Linked DNA regions of Mus musculus: regions 1 and 2 are each linked to region 3. A link is a contact called in public Micro-C and promoter capture Hi-C data. All regions are on one chromosome and are shown on one strand. The core of a region is the stretch at or near the end of the contact, and the rest is flanking DNA. Distances in the headings are between cores, read along the strand shown.

Region 1 (3,058 bases), core at 226-2,725, 310 kb before region 3:
CCCACCCCCTTTGGATTCTTTTCAGGTTTAAATAAAGGGCGGATTAGTCACCCAGCTTGCTCATTTCCTCCTGAAGTGTGGTAGTAAGAAAGCAGAATGGCTAAGTACTGGCACTTAAAACTATATGTACATGACCTGCCAGAGGTAGTCAAATAAAAATCTAGAATAAATTAAGACAGGTGATAAATTAGTTATTACAGATTAACCACTTACTATTATAACTGATGATGTCAGATAACAGAAAAAAAGGCCACACAATCTTTGCTACTAAGGTATAGTCATATCCAAAACTTGGAAATAGCTAATCACTTATTTATATAACTAGTCAGGCTAGAAATCAATGCCTGACAGTAGTCCCAATGACTGTTTACCTTAACAGTGACCACTGAGACCTGTGGAGCCAGGGTGGGCGGAGCGGTGTGTGAGGCTCAGGGAAAACACTGGGGGAGCAGAGAATGCCAGCCTTGAAGAAAACTATAAAATTGGGTGGATGAGGGCAGACAGTTTGTTGGTTTTGTTTGTTGGGTTGTCATTATTGCTTTTGGGGCTTGGGGATGCTAGGATCAAACTCAGGGCCTCTTACCCAACCAGGCAAATATCCTCCCATTGAGGATACCCAAGCCTAAGAAATAGCCTTTTACTGGAAAAGAGCAGACATGTAAAGTAGTAGGTAGTCAGGAAGAATCTAACCCCTCGGAGGTTATATTTTTTGAGGTAGGATGTATGTTTGTAAGCAACTCCTGTTAGAAGCGTGTTGTTTGTCTCAACCGTGCTTTGTTAACAAGTTTGCGCACAATCTTAAAGTGGGAAATGTTGGAATTCATTTTAATTCTAATTCGCACATGGAGACCAGTATTTGTACAGATCAGAATGCTAAGCCCTATGTCTGAAGGGATTTTCCAGAAGAGACAGTGTCCTCTCTGCATATCCTGGGAGAGGGCGGGTCCTATAGTGTCAGGCAAGACTATCACGTTAAAACCAATCCCTACCTCCATGTTGAAACAAATAAATCCGTAAGTGTGGAATAGTTCAGTTGCATCTTCTCTCTGGGAGAAAGTTTGCTTTTGTATTGGTAAGATATCTAGTTGCCTCAATACATTGAAAATATGTCACACTTAATTCAAACTTCACACCAAAGCAGTCGGTTCTTAACTCCACTTCTGAAAAAGCAAAAGCCAGTTTAGGGATTTTTCCCCCCTCTCGGGGAATGGAGAAAACATTCTTTATTGCTCCAGGAAGTTCATTACTTGCCCCAACCTGTTTTTAACAGAGAATTTAGATGGGTAAAGAGAAACTAAAGTGCAATCTTGCTACTTGGGAAGATGTTACAATCGGGCGGCAGATTCCAGCATATTGTTAAGCCCTGCCAGCATGAAGAGGCCATTTTTCTGACTCGGTTTTAGTTTTGGTTGTTGGGTGCACAGCCGTGTAATGCCTTGCTTAATCATCATGTGTCATGCCACTTTAAGCACTGGCCAGCTCCCTGAAGTGTTTGGGATACACACCCTCATACGCTCTCTCTCCCTCACCTGTCTCCCGGGGATCGCCACTCTCCGCCTCTGGGCCCGGGAACACTGTACCTGTGTACATGCAGGTCGGCTGCCTGGAAACCCATGCCACCGGGTCACGTGGCCGTTGCTATGAGCGTGGAGGTGCATTTTTCTTTTTTCTTTTCTTCCTCCTTCTGTCCTTACTTTGTTTCTTTTCACCGGGGAGGAGGGGGAGAGGGGGAGGCAGGTTCTCGGGTCTTTCCAAGCCCCGGGTGGAAAAGCCTTGGATTCCTGCCTTCTCACTGCTGGACTATCTTTGGCTTCATTTTAGGGTGCCACACCCCCCATTGAAGCTGCACTCCTGGACTTTCCTAGAGAACAAGGAGCTTTTGAGTCCACCGTGGAGAGAAGTAGGCCTCGGCCTGCAGACATCCTCCGTGTCTGCAAGACCCAAGTGGCCAAGCTGGAGCTGTGGCTGCAACAAGCCAACGTGGCCTTTGAGCCAGAAACTGTAGACGCGGACATGCAACAGGTGGTGGAAGAGGAGCTGGCGGGGTGCCAGGTAAGATAGGCAGGCAGGAGTGAGGGTTTACCTAGTCACCAACTCCTGCCAAGGTGGGGCAACGTGCTCTTAAAGCAACAGGCTGCTCCTCCCATGGCTCTAAAGCCACTCGCCGTGTTCCCGATGAGTCTTTGAAATTCTTTGTGTGATCAGCCACTCTGAGGGGACAGGAGTGAATAACAGCCCAGAACGGAAACCAGCCCGGGGTCACATGAACTGTGAACATTGACCAATTAATTCCCTTCTCAACCTGATTTTCCTCCTCTGGTAGCACAGGTTAGCTCATAGAAAATTTTTTGTTGGGTCTAAATGAGATGAACTCACAAGACTGGCATTAAACTGAACCCAGTATCTGTTCCTGCGATCCATAACCACAAGGTTATTGTGGATAAATAATGAGTTCATCGGAGTGAGACTAAACGTCCAAGCTCTCGAAGACCAGCTAAACACTGCGTGCCCTGTTAGCAGGGGCGCCCTGAACTCGGCTTCCTTGTCTGAAGTCACTCTGAGAAAAGCTCGGTGGCTCAGCCCAAAGGCGGGGACTTGTGTGTCTCTCCAGGGAGGGGCTGGGATGACGACACCTCAGCGGTGTGATTGCTGTCATAACAGCAGAGGTTTGCTGGCTGCTTAAGGTGGCCTCTCCCCAAGCTGTGCCCCGCAGACCAGCCTTGGCCTCCTACCAGGGATGAAGACACCCTCCTGTCTCAGTGTGTCTCAGAAGCACTGGCCCTGCCACCAGAAGCTCTCCCTGAAGGAACCTGTCTTGTGGTTGGGGTAGCCAGTTCCACTGGAGGTGGATACATCTCCTTTTTGTCTACCCAGAACCACCTGCAGAGGGAGGCGACAGGGTAGGGCAAGCTTGATAGTTCTAATAGTTTGTCTATTCTGGTTGGCCTTCCTAGGGGTAGAGTTAAGCCCAGTAACAGACCAGGCAGGGCTATACTAAGTTGTGCCTCAAGTATCCTCAAGTTTGAACTCCAGCTCCTTAAGGCTATCTGATACTGAT
Region 2 (2,983 bases), core at 391-2,890, 270 kb after region 3:
GAGAGCCAGGGGCATGGATGGACCTCAGAACAGACTGCTTCATGTTAGCAGTGAGATGAGTTCTGGGACAGGAGCCTAGAACGTACATAGATGGAGTGTCAAGGATGGAGGCCTTGGGCTGGTTGCTGTCTACAACCGTGGTAATGTTAGAGTCCATATGAGGGAAGGTTCTTCTCAAAGATGAAGGGTTAAGGTAAGGATGACGGGACCTAACTGACCATGTGCTAAGCACCAAGTTCTCTATGCACATTCTGTCTCGCAAGCCTCACAGGCTCTCTGTTTTACAGATTACGGGGAACAGGAAATCTGCCCACAGCCATATATCTAACAATGGAAGGTAGAAGATGGGTCTGCTTAGCTCCAAACACAATGCTTTTTCTATTCAGTCCAGGTGTGTTTATGTGCGCATAATACCGTGACTGCTGAAGAAAGTATCACCTGTTGGGTTCCCAGTCTAAATGAGATGTGCCCAGCTTACATCAGGCATGTGGCCAATTTGTTAAGGTGGTATGATCTGCTCTCTTCTCTGCTGGAAATGGGATTTGCACCACAAAAGACACACTGCTAGATGCTTTAGGCAACCAAACAGTGCCAGGTGAGGGCAGGGTGAGCAGCAACCCTAGCAGTTCGGGATGTTTATTCTCCCCAGTGCCTGACGTCTTGGCCCCTGGGCTGTGACGGAGAAGGGTTGTCTAGATAGCTTGCGAAGGGTACCTGAAAACAGTTGTTTGCAAGAGAAGAGAAAGAATCCGTTTGCTGAGTCGAAAAGCAGCCAAAGACATGCATGAGACCACGGAGCCTTGGGGTCGACAGTTCCCCCAAAGGAGAGGCTTTGCTGAACCAGAAGTGTAGGGTGGAGAAGGAAAGGCAGACTGGCATATGGCAGGCCAGGAGATGGTGAGGGGCTGCCAGGAGTGGGATTTGGAAGCAGAGAGGCTCAATCCTACACTCCAAGGGGCAACTGTTGTCTACTGAGGAGCTTGGGCAAGATAGAGGGAATATGGTTCATGGCACTGGACAAAGCAAAGGGAAGTGGAGGCTTCTCTTGGACACAGGAGGCCGCCTGACCCACTGCCACCAGAGAGCAAGCGAGGTGGTTTTCAATGTGTATGACCTGTGAGCTGACTTTAGAGGCCTGGACCCTGGCACTGTCAAGTAGGCAGTTCTCCACCCACTTCCCAGGTGCTCCCGAATGTTAGCTGAGTCTCATCCTGAGTCCATCGGTATTGGGGGACAGGGGACTGGAGAACATAGAGCTTGAAACAAGAAACTTGGGGGAGACTTTGCAGCAGAAGGACCAGGCATTAGCATCTGGCATAGCAAAGAGAGAGCTGGCCACACCCTGCTGTGTGTAACGCCCAGAAAGAGAGAAGGTTTCTCTAGGGAGCCAGGGCACAGTGCCAGACTGCAGGCAGACACACCCTTGCCACGCTGACTCAGGCATCCTGGGGAGAGAGAAACACGCCCAAGTTTGGGGCAAGGCTGACGTCTGTTTCAGGCAGAGACTGCCCATTTGGAACAAAGAGGATTTGCATTTGAGGCAAAATGTCTGAAAAAGCTGCTGTTTGGGGGTGTGGGAGGGGCAAGGACTGGGAAAGCTGTTTAGGCAAGAAGAAACAGCTGCTATCCCACTCGCACAGCATCCACCAACGTCAGAGCCTCACTGCTGGCTGCTGAGCAAAGCTGGCTGCTGGGGGCAACTGTGGCTGGAGCTATCAAGGCCTTGCCACAGGGGTGGCCATGGACCCCGAGATCCTGGTGCCTGCACAGCCCTTGGGGTACAGCCCCTCACTCACATGTGCTGGCTGCTCTCCCAAAGCCTCTGAGACAATGGAAGGAAGATCAGCAAGATTCAGATTACCCTGGCAGCCCTACTCTGACGATCAGCCTGTCTCAGGGGAAGTTGGCTGTGTGGCCATTCATGGAAGGTCACACTTAAAGAGTGGTGGCTGGGAACTACCCTGGGGTAAGATTCGTCCCTGCCAGACTGACCATGAGTAGCACCCACTCTGACACCGTCTGGAGTGGCTTTGATCCTTGGGGTCCCCCTGCACTGCACACTGGGCCTAGCCTGGGGACTTGGAGGCAGGAAGGGTAGGTTGGTTCCAAACTAAGACTGTTTCTCGTTACAGCCCCCAACAGCATCTGAGTCTTTCAGGGGTGTCACTCCTGTCATCCCAGCAGGGACAGTGTGACACAGCAGTGTGTAGGAAGAGGTTTTGAGCCTGAGGAAACTCACACTCTCTTTAACCCCATGAGAGCTTGCTCTCTTCTCTCCTAGGAGGAAACATCTTCCTACAAACACAACACTGGGCAGTCTGAGGAGCAATGCCTGGAAGATGAACATTCAGGAGAGGACCGGATCTTTCCCAGGGGAAGGGAAGCACAGGAGGCAGAGAGGGTGCCTGTCTCTTGCCAGAAAGTCCTCCTGCTTTACCCTCCGGCTGAAGGCCCCCTCAGGGCTCCACTTCTGGCATTATATAGGTTTGAACCTCAGTCCTTTCCTCAAAGAGGGACAAGGGCAAACACCCTAGGCTGTGACCTCTCCTTCCCCATCCTGATTTCACAGTAGCTTCCGGAATCTCAGAGTTAGGAGCAGATGGAAGGAAAATAGGAAAGCCATCCTCTCAGTCTCCCCCTTGGAAGGCTACGTCGCTGACTCGTGGGACTGTGGACTTTCTGTAACCTTACAAAAAGACCTTTATAAGGCAAGAGGCTTGGGGACGGGGAGAGGATTCCAAACCCACACAGGTTAACCAGAACCAAAGACCAGACCCCAGACATTCTGACTTCATCCCGAGTCTTGCTTCTTGTGATACCTTGTGTCTCTGGCTTGGCCTCACACTTACCTGTGGGAAGGGTCCGGCTTTTACCAGAATGCATTCTAACATGCAGAGGCGAGGGGCAGTAGTGGCAGTGCACAGTGATGGTTTGGCAGCTCAGTCATTGCATGTACACACACAGGAAAGGGAAGGCTGGATCA
Region 3 (3,034 bases), core at 349-2,848:
AAAAAGTCAGAGACAGTTATGAGCTGCCATGTGGGTGCTGGGAGTTGAATCTGGGTCCTCCCGGTCTGTTTTGTGCCTTAAGAGTTTATTCCTTATCAGGTCTGGTTGGAGTAAATCTAGACTAGAGAGTCTGAGGAAGGTAAAATATATTCCTTGAAAAACCATCCCCAAGTGGACATCTGATATTGACCTCTCAAAGGTCATGGTCCACTTAAGAAAGGGGACAGGGTCTTGTTCTTCCGCGTCCCTGGGGCTTTCGAGCTCTGTGCTAGGAGGAGCCCTGGAGGAGGCTGAGGCCTGCTGGAGTACCACATCCATGCTGACAGGTGAGCACAGAACATGGCCCATGTGACATCTCATATCAGAACCGCGGCTGGATTACTGTTTCCTTTAGGACATCCCTTGGGGTCTGCTTACCTTGTTCCTCTCAAGTGGGGACGGAGATGAGGGTGCTCACTATTCCAGCCCCATTTGGAGCAAAGGGTATTTGCCTGGTGTGCACAGAGCCTGAGGTTTGGACATGGTGAAACAAGCCTGTCAGAGTGTGTGTGTGACTTACAGGGTCTCAGCTTGAAAACATCCCAAAGCCACAGGCCCTGAGCTGGGGAGGCCACACCTTTGTGTGCACAGAGCCATATTTGTGCTGGTTCCCACCTGAGCTGACACCTTCCTGTTCCAGAGTGAGGACTGTACCAGTACCAGGTTGAGGTTCTGTTTAGTGAGTTTATTTCTGTTTCTCACCATATATATATAATTTTCTCCATAGCCAGGTGCAGCTTCTGAGGTGGAGGTGGGTGAATCTCAGTGAGTTCAATACCAGGCTGGTTCACAATGAGTTTCAGGTCGGTCGTACAGAGCTACACAAATAAAATGTCTGCCAGTGGATGGTGGCACAGGCCTTTAATCCCAGTACTCTGGAGGCAGAGACAGGTGGATCCCTGTGAGTTTAAGGCCAGCCTGGTCTACAGAGTGAGTCCCAGGACAAGCAAGGCTACACAGACAAACCCTGTCTCGACAAAATAAATAAAATAAAATCCTCCCCCGGCCCCTTATTGTCTCTGTACTGTTATGAATCTTGCTTTTTAATTTTGTTTTTGCAAAAGATCCAGCTAGGGCTGGTTACAGGTGGTTGTGAGCCGCCTAATGTGGGTGTATGGGGATCGATCTTAAACCCCCTGGAAGAGAAATACGTGCTGTTCACCGCTGAGCCATCTTTCCCATCAATCTTTATCTGTAGATATGCTTTCTACCTTGTCTTTAATGTTCCAGGGGGGATTCACGGTGGGAGCCTTATAAATTCAAACAAGGTTTTTACGGATGTGCGTCTCAGGAAATGAGGGGTTTCTACCCTCTTGCAGTCCTCCTGCTTTGCTTTAGTGGTCCCTCCACCCTGGTCCTGATGTCTTTATGCAGCGGTGATGCGTCCGGGGCGGGAGCACGGAGGTCTCTCCCAGGCCGCTGGGCAGTCGGCTGGCAGGTGGCTGGCTGAGTTCACCCCGCCCCCGGCCCTAGCCCCGCCCCACTGCTCCACGCGCATTGGCGCGACCAGCTGTCTCTCTCCGCGCTGGGGAGGGGGCGCGCGGCTGCGGTCCCTCTGCAGAGGGCTGCGCGCTCCGCGGTCTCCGGGGCTCTCCGTTGTTTGGGCCCGTGCTCCTCGACCTCGGGAGCAGAGCTGGCCAGAGACCGCGACGATCTGGGTAAGTAGAGGCAAGACTAGAGGCTCTGGGTCAGAATCTGGTGCACTGAGCCCTGGTAACGGCGGCAGACCCCGGGTCCTGGTCACCAGATTGTGAGGGACACGACTGCAAGGTCGCCGATCCTCAGACGGCTCCAGGTGGGTGACCCTGGGCTGTTCTGCCGCCCGCTCGCTTCGCACGAGTTGCAGCTGCTGCTTTGGCACCGGCTGCCTACCTAACCCTTTTCCTTTAGGGGTTTTCTGGGGAACTGTGATTTTCGGCTCCGGGCTATGATAGTTCTGCAGATAGCTTGAAGCTGGGCTATCTATTCCACGCCCCCGGTATTTTCCTTTCTGAGCACTTTATCCTGAGCTCTGTCTCCTGCCATAGGGGCGTCAAGCTTGGAGAATCCTTCCTCCAGGAGGAAGCTTCGCGGTTCGTGTCTAGTGCTGGGAAGGGTTCCTTGCTCTGTTCAGATAGTGGTTGCTCTCTGTTGCTCAAGGGGAGAAGGGTGGTGGTTGTTTTCTGTGGTCTTGGACAGGAGATTCTGCCAGGAAAGGACAGCAGGGACTTTAAGGTTTCCAAGACAATAATGGTCCTCTCGAAGGTAAAGGTGAATCATTTGCAGTCTTAACACTCTGCAAAGTTTTAATGCCTGCAGGCTGCATCCTTTCCCTGCCTCGCCTACACTTGTTGGGGTGTTGATCTCTACAGTGATGTACATTAAAAGAAACCTCTCGTGCAACCATCTAGGCCATTTAGGTTAGTTTCAGAGACTTTCCGGAATATAATCTCATTTGAATATTTCTTCTATTAATACACACACTTAGAAGGAATGATCTCTAGAGCGCTGGAGGCTCAGGGAAAGAAGACGTGGAAGCCATTAAGACTGGGTTCTAGTTCTAGTGCTAGGGTGTGTGAGGAGAGACTGCAAATGTTATACTGGTCCCATCATTCTAGAATTTTATGTTTCTTTGTAGAAAGATGAAGCTTTCAATACTTACCCTTAAAAAAACAAAAGAAAAGCCTTAGCTCTTAAAACGGTTTTTCAGGGTTCCAGTTCTACAGAGAATTGGGAACTGGTACCCAAGTGAAAGCTCTGTGAAGAATATGCATGAAAGGCTCCCCTGCGCCTAACTCAGGGCTCAGCACCTAAAATGCACGGAGCTGTTGTTAGCTAGTCATTCCAGGTCCTCATTCCTTAAGCCTTGCCATTCTGTGGACTATTACTTTTTTTGGTGGCACTGGGGCTCAAACCCAGAATCTTGTGGCACGTTAGGCCAATGTTCTGTCACTAAGCTATGTGTCAGTTTAGTTTTACATGTTTTTCTGAGACAGGGTCTCACGTAGCTGGTGCT

What was found. Promoter capture Hi-C pulls out the DNA fragments that hold promoters and counts their contacts. A called contact is a pair of places that touch in the nucleus more often than the background predicts.
Region 1: a Micro-C map of the G1E-ER4 cell line shows a contact between it and region 3, with 4 times the contacts expected there. The contact joins the enhancer-like site here to the promoter of Akap5 in region 3. A contact is called at or near these places in 8 of 39 promoter capture datasets (the C10 cell line, cranial neural crest, embryonic stem cells and 3 more), 4 of 15 datasets of contacts at CTCF or cohesin (the G1E-ER4 cell line, embryonic stem cells, pro-B cells and 1 more), 64 of 484 Hi-C or Micro-C datasets (B cells, the Ba/F3 cell line, CD4 T cells and 34 more) and 5 of 115 datasets of contacts at active chromatin or transcription factors (the HPC-7 cell line, astrocytes, bone marrow-derived dendritic cells and 2 more).
Region 2: a contact with region 3 is called in a promoter capture Hi-C map of hippocampal neurons, with 2.3 times the contacts expected there. The contact joins the enhancer-like site here to the promoter of Akap5 in region 3. A contact is called at or near these places in 4 of 39 promoter capture datasets (hippocampal neurons, liver, neutrophils and 1 more), 1 of 15 datasets of contacts at CTCF or cohesin (the NIH/3T3 cell line), 1 of 484 Hi-C or Micro-C datasets (B cells), 1 of 115 datasets of contacts at active chromatin or transcription factors (bone marrow-derived macrophages) and 1 of 9 other capture datasets (embryonic stem cells).

What each region holds. Positions count from the first base shown.
Region 1 is chr12:76,013,661-76,016,718 of GRCm38.p6, forward strand. It overlaps Syne2 (spectrin repeat containing, nuclear envelope 2), which reads left to right. Exons shown (of 116, transcript NM_001005510.2): 66 at 1,822-2,052. Among named protein-coding and RNA genes, the nearest start is that of Mir5101, 110 kb to the left of the region's middle. Within about 2 kb of position 1,476, at least 70 of the 459 cell types and tissues checked have an H3K27ac peak or open chromatin away from gene starts, as enhancers often do. A contact at or near this core is called in B cells, the G1E-ER4 cell line and uterus, where this site is marked.
Region 2 is chr12:76,592,566-76,595,548 of GRCm38.p6, forward strand. All of the region lies in intron 32 of Sptb (spectrin beta, erythrocytic), which reads right to left. Among named protein-coding and RNA genes, the nearest start is that of AI463170, 46 kb to the left of the region's middle. Within about 2 kb of position 1,641, at least 197 of the 459 cell types and tissues checked have an H3K27ac peak or open chromatin away from gene starts, as enhancers often do. A contact at or near this core is called in the NIH/3T3 cell line, bone marrow-derived macrophages and hippocampal neurons, where this site is marked.
Region 3 is chr12:76,323,293-76,326,326 of GRCm38.p6, forward strand. It overlaps Akap5 (A kinase (PRKA) anchor protein 5), which reads left to right and starts at 1,599. Exons shown (of 2, transcript NM_001101471.1): 1 at 1,599-1,697.